Regions from separate parts of the Ovis aries genome. Here region 2 is linked to region 1. Evidence: chromatin contacts called from public Hi-C data. All regions are on one chromosome and are shown on one strand. The core of a region is the stretch at or near the end of the contact, and the rest is flanking DNA. Distances in the headings are between cores, read along the strand shown.

What was found. Hi-C and Micro-C count contacts between places; a contact is called where the count stands out from the background.
Region 2: a contact with region 1 is called in a Hi-C map of liver, with 1.9 times the contacts expected there. The contact joins the enhancer-like site here to the promoter of LOC105612366 in region 1. A contact is called at or near these places in 3 of 16 Hi-C or Micro-C datasets (liver, muscle and tail adipose tissue).

Annotation. Positions count from the first base shown.
Region 1 is chr11:7,781,817-7,789,320 of ARS-UI_Ramb_v3.0, forward strand. LOC105612366 reads right to left here and starts at 4,022. Exons shown (of 5, transcript XR_009595304.1): 1 at 3,357-4,022; 2 at 2,495-2,644; 3 at 392-486. It overlaps MSI2 (musashi RNA binding protein 2), which reads left to right and starts at 4,298. Exons shown (of 14, transcript XM_060394731.1): 1 at 4,298-4,371; 2 at 4,664-4,704; 3 at 5,033-5,114; 4 at 5,832-5,916. The coding sequence starts at 4,310.
Region 2 is chr11:7,991,413-7,998,916 of ARS-UI_Ramb_v3.0, forward strand. The region is part of intron 6 of MSI2 (musashi RNA binding protein 2); the gene reads left to right. Among named protein-coding and RNA genes, the nearest start is that of MSI2, 210 kb to the left of the region's middle. Within about 2 kb of position 4,774, at least 2 of the 54 cell types and tissues checked have an H3K27ac peak or open chromatin away from gene starts, as enhancers often do. A contact at or near this core is called in liver, where this site is marked.

The DNA.
Region 1 (7,504 bases), core at 2,772-5,271:
GAGACCTCAGGCACAATGGATCCAGAAAAGAGACACATACAATAATATACGGAATGCAAAAGAATGGAGAGTATGGATAGATGCAGCAGAGATGAGAATACATTAAGTGAAAACTATGAACATCATTTTGTTAATAAATCTGAAAACCTAGATGGTATGGACAATTTCCCTGAAAAATATAATGAGTAAAAATTGAGTCAGGAAGAATATAAAATCTATCAAGAGATCCACAGGCATCAAAGAAATGGAATCAGTAGTTAAAAATCAACCTAGGAAATGTTTCTCTCAGAGCCAGACATTTTACCAGCAAGTTCTACCAAATAGCCAAGGAACATGTAATTCCAATTTTATACACACTGTTCAAGAAAATGGAAAAAGAAGGAACACTTACCAGATCATTTTATGAGGCCAGTATAACCAGAGAAAGGCAATATGAGAAGGGAAAACTGCAGCCTGGTTGACTTACGGACACGGATACAAAAGTTCCTACAATGAAATTAGAAGTTGTCCCTCATGCATTCATACTTTGATTCTTTCAACAAATATTTGCTGAGCGTCAACCATGCACCAGTGGGCTCTGCGCTAATATTAATACTTGGAGAGCAGAAATGCATTATGGCTTAATGGAGGAGATGAGCAATGAAGCAAATGATCACACAGAGTAGGGTACACAGAGGACATTTTAGCAGGATAACAGTGCATACTGACGGGGATTCAGCTGGGTCAGAGGTCAAGGAATACTTTCCAGACATATTAGTGGAGTAAGAACCGATGTGGGAAGGGTGTTTAGGAGGCAACTTCCGGGGCTCTAGTGGGAGATCTGAGATGCAGTGCCAGGAAAGGTGAATTTGCGAGACATCGTGAAAGTAACACCAATAGAGATTTGTGATGGATTGCACATGGGAAGGTGTCAACCTGGAAAGGAGCCAACCTGGTCTCTAAGATGCCTGGGGCTCTCTCTCTCTTCATCAAGTGAACTTTTAAAGAGGTTCACGTTTAGGGAAATGAGCATGCCTGTGTTTTTGGACAAGCTGAGTTTGGGGTGTCTTTAGGGAGGCTAAATGTAAATGATGAATAGGAAATTAACCAGTCTGGAGTTCCGTGGGGAGATCAGGCTAGAGATTTTAATTTGACTGGCATCAGAAGGTAGGTGGTATTTAACCCATCCTTCGGAGAATCTCAGGTAAATAAGGGTGTATAGTTGAGGGAGAGAATGAACACCACTATTTAAAGGAAAGGCAGAGGAGGAGAAGTCAGGGCAAAGAGAGGAAGGGAGGCTGGAGAGGAAGGAGGCAAGTCAGGAGAATGCAGGCATCAAGGATGCCGAGGGAACAGTGAGTTACAAGAAGGGAGTGCCCAACAGTGTCATGGGCTATCGAGGCTTTAAGAGGGTGGAGGACTGGTGTGCTCCTAGGATTCTCCTGACCCTGGGGCTATATAAGCTGGAATAAGCTGGAGGAGAAATGCATGATGATAATAAACTAAGAGAAGCAAGAGTGAAGTTTTCGGACATTGAGACTTTTCCTGGAACCTGTCTATGGTTACGGGTATGTGACTCCATTCATTTGCCCGAACTCAGACCTTTAGACCAAGAAGAATAAATGTTACTGCATGTGTTAAAAGTAAATAAAACAATGTAGTATTAGTGATTTAAGGTCTAATTTTCTCTTTCTAACTGCAGGGCTAGCACCTCTCTCAGTTTAATTCAGTTCAGCTTGTGTAGGTCTACAACAGGGAACAAGGGCACTTCACTCTCGCCTTGTAAAGGACAGGCATAAATATACATGCAGCCGAGCCAAAGGGCATGAGACTGATGACCAGACCCCCTTCAGGGAACTGACAGGTGGGGGCAGGGTGTAATCCGGTAAGCTTTGCTCCTCCCGGCCCCTGATGTAAAATGAGGGGGCTGGATCAGGACGGGCCTTTTCAGCACCTATGACCTGTGGTTCTAAGGCAAAAATCCGCCACAAAATCCCATGAGCTCTGTTGTCTGCATTTTGTTATTGAGAATAATCATAATAAGCAATCAACATAGTAACAACTGGGTTTTCAACACATGGGACCCCAGATGATTTGGGAAGCAGCTTGGAATGAATTGGAAAATGCTTGGGCTTCTGGTTTAAAGTTTTAAAGTGCTTTCTAAAAATTGTATGAAGTAATGATTGATATGATTTGGGCCACCTGACGCAAAGAACTGACTCACTGGAAAAGACCGTGATGCTGGGAAAGATTGAAGGCGGGAGAAGAAGGGGACAACAGAGGGTGAGATGGTTGGATGGCATCACCGACTCAATGGACATGAGTTCGAGTAAACTCTGGGATTTGGTGATGGACAGGGAGGCCTGGCTGTGCTGGGGTCCATGGGGTGGCAAAGAGTCCGAAACGACTGAGCAACTGAACTGAACTGAACTGAATTATTGATAATAAGCACAACCCATATAGGCATGCAGTGAAAAAGGGACTTTTACGTGTTCATTTCAATCACTTCGCTCACCCTATCAAGTCTGTAAAGGACAGAATTACCCCAATTGAGGAGACAGGGAGATCAAGGCTTTGGTTGATGTTGGGATTTTTCATAGTCCGCTTTTCCAAGACCCACAGCAGACCTGCTGCAGTTTTGGTGTTGAGTGTACCTCCTTGTGTCCTAATCCCAGGAAAATGAACGGAAAAGTGTTAATTGGGCATCAATTCATGCTTAACATTAATTTAGTACTTGATGAACCACAACTTTATGTTGCCCCTCATGCCACGTTAACTCAATTTATTGTAATAATTTAAAACAATAAGGATAATTATATCCTTATTGTTTTAAATACTCTATAAATTGAATCCAGCCTGAATTTGGCTAGTCTGAAATCAGCTGGAGAAGCGTGCCATGTTTCTGGGAAGCTACAAAATCGGTTTTTAGAAGTTTTCAGTGCCGGCAAAGATCAACACCAGCATTTATTAAGCGTCTACTGCGCGCCAGGATCTGTGCGGCACCACACTGCTCCCAAAGTGGCGCGGGTGTGTTTGAAGCCCTCTGCCACCGTCAGCCACATCCCCAGATGGTGGGGGGCTTGGGCTATTTACGTCTTGTGTATTTTACTATCTCGGCATAGAAACAGAATAAAACAATTATCTATCTATCTATCTATCTATCTATCTATAAAGCACAAACTGGATGGAGAGGGGTTTTCTGAAATAACCACCCTTTCCGGCCCTCCCAGAGATGCTCTCAAAACTATTTCTTACTATACAAAAAATTTTGATTTAAACTCCAATCATTTGACCTTGACCCCTATAAACCTATTTTATTATATTTTTTAAAGCGCCGTCTGATTAACGCGGAAACCCTTCCTTCGGCCTTTTCTCACCACTGGAATCGCGTCCGTTTCCTCAAAGTTCCAAAATAACCTTCCCCGGGCACGGATTCGTACCTCTGCCGGGGAAGGGCGGGGAGCCGCGCAAGACGTGCCGGTGTGGATCGAGAGCCAGACAGAACTTCCAGCGCGAAAGGAAAATAAAACTTGTGGCTGGGGTTTGTGCGGAGGGTGTCCGCACCATCCTGAAAGCCCCCCGCCCCTCGTCCTGGGGGTCTCCGGGAGCGCCCGAGGAGCGCCAGGGTTTGGGTTTGATCCCGACGTCCTTGACCTAAATTTCTGCGCGGCGGCTGGAAAAAAGGGCGCAGAGGCGGGCGGGCGGCGGTTGCCATCCCCGGATCCGGGCGGCCGGGGACCGGGAACTTGGATGGAGAGGCCGAGCCGGAGAGGTGGGGGGCGTCTCGTCCCCGGCTCGAGCGAGCAGGCAGGCAGGCAGCGAGCTCCCCGCGCCTCCCCCTTTCCCGGCGCGCCCGCCCCCCGGAGCCCATGTGACCCCGGGGAAGTCGGGGTGCGCCCCCCCCCAGCGGCCGGCCCGCCCGGAGGCGGGGCCCCCGCGGTCGCGGGGCGCGCGGGCCGCCCCCCGAGTCCGGGCGCGGGGGCCAGGGGAGCGCGCGCGGGCCGGCGGGCGGGGTCCGCGGGGGCCGTGACGTCAGCGGCATTGGTTACACGACGTTCTAGAACCCCGCCCCACGTGCGCGGGGGGCGGGGGGGGCGCGGGGGCGGGGCGGGGGGTGTGCGAGCCGCGGGCCCGAGCGGAGCCGAGCCCACGTGTGACGGCTCTCGGCGCGGCCCCGGCTCCGCCGCTCGCGGGGACTCGGAGAGCCGGGCGGGGGGAGGAGGCGGAGGGCGGAGGGAGCGGGAGGTCTCGGGCTCGGGGCCGGCCGCCGCTGCGCTCCGATCGCCGCGCGGCTCGGTGTCCGGGGGTGGGGGGGGGGGGGGGCGCAGCTATGGAGGCCAACGGGGGCCCGGGCGGCTCGGGCGGCGCCAACGACTCGCAGCACGACCCCGGGTAAGTTTCCAGCCGCTGCGCCCCGCGCCTCCCCGGCTCGCTCCCCTGGCCGCGGCGGGGCCGGCGGAGCGCGGCGCCCGGCCCCTCCGGAGCCCTCCCCCGGCCCGCCGGCAGCCCCCCCCCGGGGAGCCGCGCACCTCGGGGTGGCGTTCGGCCGGCGCCCGCTCCCCCAGCCCACCTCCCGGCTCCCGCTCGCGCGCTCCCCCCCGCTCTCCTTTAGCTTTTGTAAGTTACACGTCAAAATGGCCGATCTGACATCGGTGCTCACTTCTGTTATGTTTTCTCCCTCCAGTAAAATGTTTATCGGCGGACTCAGCTGGCAGACCTCACCAGGTAAGGGAGGGAGGGGGGCACGCCCGGGTCCCCCCCCTTCTTGGCTTCTTTATTGCTCTTTGTTATCCTGGTGTAGGAACCCCCCCCCCCGCCATTGGCTCCCCACTTCTCCTGTGCAAGGTTATTTTTTTAAATAGCAAATCCTTTCCGAGCCCTCTACGCGACCTCTGTTGCCGAATTTCCCCCGCGTGTGCAAAAAAACCCCCAGAATAACAACAGAAAACTACTTTTGGGTTTTGTCCTTGATCAGAATTTGCATTGCTTTTTTTTTTTTCCACACCTTCTCTCCCCCCCCCCCCCCCCCATCTCTCTCTTTCTCTCTCTACAGATAGCCTTAGAGACTATTTTAGCAAATTTGGAGAAATTAGAGAATGTATGGTCATGAGAGATCCCACTACGAAACGCTCCAGGTAAACCATCCCCTTCTGGATTTTGTCTTTATTTCAGAACAAAGTTTAAGTGTTATTTTTGGAGGTGTCTTCGGAAGTAGCTAAGCGGATTTAGAACGGGGCTCAGGCATGTGGCTGGTTTCGAACGTCGCTCCATCTCCCCCCGCCCCTCCCTTCCCATTAACCCCAAAGGTTATTGTTAATTGGTGCTGAACTCTGGATACAGGGATGTCCACATCTGCGCTTTAAGTCATTTTCCCCTTCGCTTCTTTTTCTCCCGTTTCAAATGACATTCAGCTTCATTCACTTTCCACATAGTTTTTTTTTTTTTTTTTTTTAATGTGTGCACTCGCGGCGCCCCGAACTCTTAAGCCCCCCTCTTAGAAAGCTGGTTGTGTCTCCTCTGAGTGCCGGGGCTTGTTTGGAATAAAACAAAGCGTTAAAGAAAGGGAAGGGGAGGGGGGAGGAGGAGAGAAACTGAGGTGGGCAAGGAGTGGGGACACCGGCGTCCCCCAAGTTACCTCCGCGCGCCCCGCCCCCGCCCTACTGCCCCCTTCAGCCTTGGTGTGTTTCCTGCGGGGCCCTGGGGGGCTGAAGGCTTGGGGGATGGGGAGGACGGGGGAGCGGGGGGTGTGGGGGCCCCTTGGCTCTGCGTTCTGCAGCGAGGGCTCACTCCTGGCCGCTCCCGATGGTGCCACATTCTCTTGTTTGTGTCTCCCCCTCTTTGTCTCATTTCAGAGGCTTCGGTTTCGTCACGTTCGCAGACCCGGCGAGTGTAGATAAAGTGTTAGGCCAGCCCCACCACGAGTTAGACTCCAAGACGGTAGGTGCTGCCTCTCCGTGTGGTCGCGCGCCCCCTTTCCAGGACCGCCCGGGCCCTGACAGCCCCGTTTAAAGAGACAGCGCCCTCTCTTGCCTCTGCTCAGAGCCGGGCGCGCTGCAGCAGAGCTCGTGTGGGTTCTCAAGTTTGCCGCCGCCGCGGGGGTTTGGGGGTTTCTTTTCAGGGTCTGCCCCCCGCCCTCCGCAGCCTCACCCCCACGATGCTGCCAGGCCTCGGCTTGGGGGAGGGGTCGGCTTGGCGAGAGGCTACCTTCCGGATCAACAAGACCCTGAAAAGAAACTCCAGCACCCGGCCGAGGCAACTTTCCTTTGTCAGCCGAGCCCTGCCCGCGTTTCCCCAGTGTGGCCGTTCGAATTGGCTTATAGAAGGCACACACGGCCGGTCTCAGGGCCGCCCGGGGGGCCGGGGGGCGCTAATCACTGTCCAGGCAACAGGTTCCTGGGGGGCACTTGGGATTCGGAATTCGGTTTGAGAAGGGCAGGAGACCTCCCAGAGCGAAGCCGGGCGTCCAGTGGGTGACTCCAGATGGTGTGAAATCTAAGGCTGATAAGGGATAAGGCCTTGGGTATCAGTGTTTTGTTTTGTTTTCTCCTTTCCTTTCTCAGATCCTTTAAGTTGTAGGTGGTTTTTCCGCGTGAGAAGGTTTTCAGATCCAGTCTTGAGGGGCTATGGGTCTCTAAGGTCAGAAGAGGAAGGGAAGACGCTACCAGTGTATGAGAATACATTTAGTGGCGAGAGGAGAGGAGTTCTTGCCTTTTACTGTGGCTCCTCTGCCTTCCCTGTCTGGCTACTAGAAGTTCCGCAAGGTCTTTGTACTGCTGCCCAAGGCAGGGGCCCTGAGGCTGCTGGGGACTCACCTCTCCGTAATGGGCCACTGGGTCAGGGCAGGGAATCAGGTTCTAGGCCCAGCTGTCCGAGCAGAGCTTGGGCAAGCTGTTCCCTGCCTCTAGGCCTCAGTTTCCTCTTCTGTAAAAGAAAAGAGGAGAAAAAGTGATCTTTTCAAATCCCTCTTGACTTTTAACACTGAATAGAGAAGAGAAAAACCTGGCCACCTTTGGTGACCCTGAATTGATTTTGCAGATTCACCGTGTCTCTGATCGGAGGTCAGAGGCGTACCTCCTACTGCCTCCTGCCCCAAGAAAAGACCCCCCACATTCCAAGTTGCTTTATTAACAGAGCTAGACTTGTCCTAGCTTGTGGCCCAGCCTTTTTGCACTTTGAGGTCATCTAGTTTCAGGGACAGTCGTTTGCAGGGTGATAACGGACCTATGAAGGATTTTTTAATCTCCTAGACTTCTCGGCTAGACATTTCACGAAGCTAATAAAATTAAAGAGGAGAGATGTTTCAGGGTAAATTTGGTAATTTATTATCCACCCCTCTGCCCACCCTACAGGGGAGAAATAGCATTTGGTTTCTATGGTGGCTGGTGGGTCGTCTCCCTCCGTATCAGATGGATAATTGTTTGTAGACATGTTTTGGTCACTATTATTTAGTGTAACCTAGCTTTTGACTTTGTTTCAACGTTCAGTGCAGGAGGCAGACGCGGTTGGTTTATTGACATGGAAACGA
Region 2 (7,504 bases), core at 3,524-6,023, 210 kb after region 1:
CCTCCATCTCGGCTAACTTGGCCCACCCTTCAGAGCCAGTTCTGTTCACTCACCTGCTATATTATCCAGACAGGACACCCTTCTTTGTCATGTATTGGGCACTTACTTCTTAGAGTGGAATATTCCTTCCATACTGAGTAGATTTTTGTCCTGAATATCTTCTATTTTCGTCACCTCCACGGTGTCCCCACATTGTCTCTTGGGCTAAATTTGGTTCAGTCTAACAAACGCACAATGGTCCGTGAATATTTTCTGGTCTTTTTAGTTGATATTGGGGATGGGGCGGGAAGCTGAGTGAGCAGAGTGCCCTGCATGATTCCCGCTCCTTCCTCTCTCCCTGAGGTTGGCCCTGCAGGGCCTCCTGCTTCAGCATGGCAGGAAGACCTCTGGAGCTTGCTGAAAGGTCCTGGGTTCAGAGCTGAATCGGTCCCTGTTCCATCGTCAGATACCACGGAGGCCTGTGAACACTGCCCACCAGGTCTGAGGCCTTGTGTGGAAGCTCCGCAGCCTCCCTCTTAAGTGGTGTGGCGTCTTTGCTTCCTGACCTGACCTACCCAAAAGATGCCCCCATCTTGCACCATAGGAGTGTTTCTCTGGAAAGAAAAAGTTAGTTTTTTTGAGGAAGCAACCTGGAATCATTTTAAGCATGTGATATTGTGACAATCATTTTCATTACCGTCATATTTCTGTTGAACGTGATTTGGTGCCTTTTTCCAAAAATCTAAGTGAGAGCACGGAGGAAGCGTATCGTTTGGAGGAGAGCCAGCCCCAGCCCCTTGACACGCACCTGTTTGTCCTGAGCTCCTTTTCCTAAGCAGGGAAAATAAGGTCGATCCCTGTCTGGGTTTCATCAGAAACTGGTTTGTTGCTTCCTCTTGAAATAAATTGCTCTTGATTCAAATGACCTCAGGTCCTGGGGCAGTGCAAGCGTGGGTCGTGAGGGTCTGTGGCAGGCGTTAGGCCGAGGCCTCCACAGGTGTTGTTTAAACCTTGTCCAGAGCCCATGGGTGGTGGATGTTGTCTGTCCCCTCAAAGGGGCCTCTTGGCTGGGGGCCGAGGTGAGCCATGCAGCTGGGGCTGCGTTCCGCCCTTGTTAGCCTGAGGGCCCGTCCTGTCCTGAATTCCCCTCTTCTCCACCCGCTCCTCCTCTCTCTCCTTGATGGGGTTGGAGCAGCCCAGAAACCCAAGCTGTCCTTGCAGCGCAGCCCCTTCCTGTAAGACTGGAAGAACCCGCGGCTTTACCGCGATGCTCCTAGAGAATGTTTGCTCTGCTTTGAGCCCGGTAGGTTTCTAACGTCGGTCAGGCGGCTTCAAAATCATAAGGTTGATTTGGAAAATTGGCACCTTATGGCTCAACAACGGGGATACGGTTTGTGAAATTGGACCTGGGAGGGGGCACGTGGGTGTGCGTGGTGACCTCTCCCCAGCTCAGCTCACTGCAGCCACCGAGAGTGGGGTCTCCCCTAATGAGGGGAGAGGATCTGTCACTCGGCATTTCTCAGCTGAGGCCCAACATCCAGTGGCGGCCACAGTGGGGAGACTTCTGGCTGGGATTTCTCCCCACTGGCCTTTAAAAGGCCAGGGCCTGAGAATTCGTGAAAAATTAATGGAGTCTCTGTGGGTTCTCTGCACTTGCTGGGAACCTCGCTTCTCCCAGGCCCACTGTGGTTTCACAGCATAATAGCTGCTCAGCAGCTGGTCTTTTGTATGCAAATATGACCTAAAGAAGTGTGGGAGGCAGCGGTCCATTGTTGCCCAGGCTCTGCGATTTCAAACAGACGCACGGCTTTTAAAATATTCCAGACAGATATTGAAAATGTCAGCAGCAGCTTTCTCCCACTTACTTCTTGCCCGGCGCTCTTTCTCTTCTCCTCCTCCCCTGCCACCCACCTCACCATAAAATATAATCAAAAAGCTAGTAAATAATTTAAAGAATTGCCTCAAAGGATTTTCAGACTAGAAAGAGACTCCCTTCTCTGGTTTAAGTTGGGAGAAACTGTTTTCATTTTTTTTTCCCAAGATATTTAAAATATTCAGGAGTGTCCCACAGGGTCTTGAACTCATAAGTGTCTGCATTTTTCTCACTATACTCTCATTTCCTCTTTTCTTTATTGAATTTTTTTTTTTTTTTTTTAGGTAGCTGTCGGCAACATTTAGGTCCACCTTTCAAATGAAAATCATATTTGAGATACTGGTCTTAAGTCAGACCAACCCAAGTTTTCATTCATCTGAGTTCTGGGCCCTCTGCTGTTTAGTTTAATGAGACGGTGGAGTGAATCTTCGGTGCTGTGATTTTTCATCCTGTTAACTCTTTTCAAAAGGGTCCCTTATCTTGTGAGCAGAGAGGAGTGATGTCCTATACGTGGGATCACTGTATATCTTCTCTCTGAAGCTTAGTCAGTCAGGAGCGGACTTTCAATCCCTGCCTGTTCGCTGTAAGAAGGGAGGGAGACGGCCAGGCCTTTGGCTGGCCAGAAGCTTAGACCTGGATGCAGGTGTACAAGTTGGGAAAACCTCAAATCCACCCAATTCTCACCCCCTAAAGACAGGCAATGCCCTTGGAAGAACTGTCAAAGAGACATGCGCTTCTGTGTCTCTTAAAAGTCGTAGGGCCAAGAGTCTGGCTGGCCACTGGGGATTATGGTACCTGGGAGATCATCGTCCGTCTTCATAATCAATATTAAGTGGATGAAAGGAAGAGACAGAGGAAAATGAGTGGGTGGGTGAATGGACAGAAGGAAAACAAGGGAGGACAGATGGACGGATGGAAGGAAGGAAGGATGGACGGATGGAAGGACAGATGGAGGAAGAATGGCCAGATGGATGGGGGAAGAGAGACAGATGGACGGATAGACAGGCATGTGAAGGGTGGGGGAGTGGCTCATGGAGGGAAGGATAGGGGGATGGTGGGTATCTGGTTTCCCTGTTAGTGTCTGTCCTGTTCTGCGATTTCAACCAGACGGCGTTCCTCAGGCCTGCTCCCGGAAGCTGGGGAGAAGTCACCCAGAACTCTGGTGCCAGAGGATCCTTACAACATCCCGTGCATTAATATTCATAGGGGCTGCTACTGGCCGACCCGCCTAGGAGGCCCTTCTCTTGGCGTTCCTTTCCCGTCACGAGGACAGTGCTGGACCCTGCGGCCATCGCCCCCTCCCTGCAGGGCCTGCATGCCGGCGGCTCGTGCTTGGGCTATCTGGCAGCCCTCTGTCAAAGGACCAGGTGTGTCCTCCCTGGCCTAGCCAACAGATGCCACACCCTTGGCACTGTGCCCTTTAGTTAAAGCACTTGCTTCAAGGCCAAGAGTCAAAGGCATAGACTCTAGAGGCAGATGAGCTGAGCTTGGATTCCTGGGGCCACTTGCTACCGATGCGACCTTAGGAGACTTATATAACCTCTTGGAGCCTCAGTTTTCCCATCTGTAAAATGGGGTAAATCATCTCTCTACAAGGGAATTATAAGGATTAAATGAGATGTTGCATACCAAGCCCTTTAAAACCAGTGCCAGGCATGTGGCACACCCTCCAGGCAGCACATGTGACCCGTGGCTTTGCTGTCACAGAACTGAAGGGACTGTCACCTCCCAGGGAAGAGGTAGAAAGAATCCCGGGCTGCTGAGACGATGGCGCCAGCAGTCTCTCCTTCCTGGCCTGTGCAGGCACACAGCTTGCCCAGGGGCCTTGAGGTGTCCTCAGGCCTGGAGGGCGGGAGGGGCAGGCAGCACACGTGATCGGTTTAGCTGGGGCTGTTCGGAAGGCATCTCGCAGGCCTCATCTGGGCATCTTCCCTGGCTCTGGTGCAGTTTCTGGTGGATGGATGGAGGGAAGGAAGGACAGATGGGCGGATAGAAGGGCTCTGGGAAGATACTGAAGCGGCCAACATCTTTCCCGTCCCCTTTTCTTCTTGTAAATGACCATCTGTCCGTCTCTCCTCCCTTGAAAGCAGAAACCCGGACCTCTCCCCTGAGGTTGGGTCCCAGACACAGCCTGCCCGGGGTCGGCTCCCGCAGCCTTTCCGCCCTGGAGAGAGGAGGCTGTTTCCAGGCCCGAGGCAGCCAAGGGAGAGAGTGGCCGCCTCCAGCCAGAGCCCTCTCAATCTCCCAAATCTCCAGCGAGCCTGGCCTCGTCTGCTCTGCAGAGCCTTCCAGAAAAGTGAGAAGCTGAGCACTTTCTGCCTCCACCCCTGGCTCCGGCTCTTTTCTCTTTTTCAGCCCCTAAGACGGGAGGTGTGAAGACCATGATCTGTAAGCATAAAGGATTTTTAAACTAAACAAGAAAACCAATTATTTTTCTAACTGCTTCTCTCCTTCAAATCTTTCACTGTAATGGAGATTTAGAATCCATCGCAGTTGGGCTATTATTTCTGTGTAAACAGTGTCATGCCCTATTGCACCAAGCAAACAGTCAATTTTTTCCATTACCCTTGGACACAGATGACGACGGTGCCCAGTTGGTGTCACCCCGGCAGGTTTTGGTTGATGGGGAGCGCCTGACCGTGGTCAGAGGTGAGGAAAGGGTTAAGGCCTGCCGGGGGAGTTTTGATCTTACCCAGCTCTCACCTCTTTGGCTGTAGAGCTATACTTTCATCTTCGGGCCCTGGCTTGTGAACCTCCCATCTCCAGAGCTGGGAACGTGGGAATGGGAAAGGGTTGATGGGGCTCTGGGGCTGAAGCGAGAGTGCTGAGGGTCCAGCTGGCTCTAAGCAGCTGGGGCTTGGCGGGTCTCCGGTCTGCCCTGTCCCCAGCTCCCCGCCTCTTGCAGGCAGTCCTGCTGGCGAGGCCTCTGTCCAGGGCACCTCTGATTGTGCATCCCGTGGCTTGTGTCCCAGGGATAAAGTCCAGACAGCCTGCAGGGCGCCCGTGCTCCCGCCCTTCGGTACCCCCCGGGACCCCTCCGCCCCTTCTACCCCGCCCCTCCGGCAGCTCCCTCACTGAGTCCCTCTACGTCCTGCCCTCTGCCCAGAACATTCTTCCCGCCTCTCTGCTCCCCTGGCCTCAGGCCTCTTTATCCTCCAGTGCTATGTGCTTGGCCGCTCTGTCTTGTCCAGCTCTTCGCGACCCCATGAACTTAGCCCGCCAGGCTCCACTGTCCATGGGACTCTCCAGGTTGGAATACTGGGAGGGGTGGCCTTTTCCTTTTCCAGCGGGGTCCTCCGCCAAACAGGGATCAAACCCTGGTCTCCCGCACTTCAGGCCGCTTCTTTACCGTCTGATCCCCCAGGGAAGCCCCCAGGGCCAACCCCAGATGCTGCCTCCCCCAGGAAGCCTGCCTTCACCCCAAGCCTGAGTGTGTGCCTGTCCCACGCTGCTGGGGTTCGTATTGCAGTTCCGGGTCTGTCTCCTGCAGTCACGGGGGAACTCCTTGAGGGCAGCTCTATATCCACGTGCCCAAGCGGCTGTTGGCGGGCGGTCCCTCCCCCGTGAGTATTTGCAGGAGTGAACGAGTCCCCAGGCTGGGCTGGCAAGGAAGGTGCGAGCGCCTTGAGGGCCACTGCTTGGGCAGACAGGGTGGCGTGCCTGGCCGCCAGCAGGTGCCACGGGTGGAAGGCGCCGGAGCAGCGGGACACTGGAGCCGGGCCGCCCGCATCCAGGTCTCAGCCCCTCCGCTGTGATGTGAGGCAGTCGCTTTGGTTCTCTGTGCCTTGGAGCCCTTATATGCAAAATGGGGCCAACCACCGAGCTGAGGTCATGGGGCTGTGACGAAGGGTCGGCACACTCACAGAGGGTGAAGCCCGCAGTGTGTCGCCGGTCCAGGGTGATCTGAGCCAGGGCAGGGGCTGCGTCTCTCCCTCAGCCGCCTTGGGGCTGCTGAGGGCCAGGCTTGGAGCAGAAGGCGAGGCCCTTGCGTGAGACGTGCTTGAACACGCTATGGACCCCCCACCCCCACCCCGGTGACCCCTTGGATGGTGTCTGTAGCCTCCTGCAAGTGGCCCCAGATGGCCCCAGACTCCCCGTCTCACTCACGCTGCCGGCTGGCTGCTGGAGAGTGCAACCCCTGTGCTGCCTTCAGCTGAGGCTTCTCGAGTGGGGCTGGCTCTGCCAGCACACTCAGCCAGTCCACTGGGGGCATTTATGGAGCGCCTTCTGTGCACAGGCTGCGCTCACAGAGGACCTGTTTAGCATGGACGCCTTAAACAGCACATCCGATCTGCTCTATGATCCCAGGCGGGCATTCGTCTTGTTTCTCTCCAGATGAAGCAGTAGAGCCAGGGAGTAGCTCAAGGCCGTGCAGCTGTGGACCCCTCCCTGCTTCGCGCCCCAGGAGACAGGAGGGAGGCCGACTGTCTTGAGTCACAAAATGCCTAGTCCTCTTGCAGAGTTTTCCAGGGGCTCGTCCTCTAAGCAGTCGGGAACAGGAGAGGGAGGCGGCTTCTCTGCTTCCTGGTGGGACCGCCCTCACGGCCAGGCGGCCAGGCACCGGGAGAGCCCATGTGGGCTGGCAAGGGCCTCTTGCCGAGGCCTCAGAGTTGCCTCTGGCTCTTGCCTGTGAATGGCCCTTGCCCCCAGCAAGCTTGAGAGCAGAAACTATGGAGCCCCATGAAGGACAGATGAGACAGGCATCTTCATCTCGCAGAAGAAGTCTTTGAGACGTACCCGCGTGTCTGCAGAGTGAGCTCAGGTCCACACGCAGGTCATCAGGCGCTCCCCTCTTCCCTCCGGGGACAGCCCTCCTCATGGGGCTGTAGAAGAGCCCCGTGTGGCCCTGGCCTTCCTCAATAGCTGCTCCAGGCAGAGGCCTACAGGTCTCATGATGAGGGAGTGGCGACAGGGATCCCAAAAAGCAAACGGCCCGGCCGCAGTGGGCAGGCCGAGGGCAGGTCTGCAGACTCTTAACGGAGCGTGCTGGGAAGAGGGCTGCTGTGTCTCAGAGGCTGGCGCTGGCCTGGGACCGGCGCCGTCCAGATGTGACTCCCGGCTCAGCCACCTGCTGGCCTTGGTACCCTGTGCACGTCCCTTGACTTCTCAGAGCCTTAGTTTTGCTCATCTGTAGAATGGGAATAATAATGGTGGTGCTAATGGTAGCTGCACGCCGTGGGCTGCTGTGAGGTTGAAACAAGGCCCTGGCCGGACCCTTTCTAGGTCCTGGCCACTCGCGGCCACGGCTCTTGCCTTGTCTGCCCTCTTGTGTGACCTTTTCCCCACTCCCGGGGCCCTGTCCGTCACTGAGTTTTCTCATCGAGCCCCTTTCCTCTCAATGCCCTTTGACGCTAGCTCGCCAGCACGTTGCCTTCTCTTCCCAGAGGCCCAGGGCTGCCTGTTGGGGGGATTTGCCCCATGCGTTCTGTCTGTGATGCATAATATATGTGAATGTGTGAGTATGTGTATGTAGGTCCCTCCGCATGGATGTATATATAACTCATTCCCCAAAGAGAGATTTATTTCAGGGAACAAATGCTTCTGGTTAGCTTCTGTGTGGATGTGATCCAGCCCCAGACCGTTGCCATGAGTAGAATTCATTGACGGCAAAAGGAAATGAAAACAAACGTTCCCTGACATGGGGCATTTCCG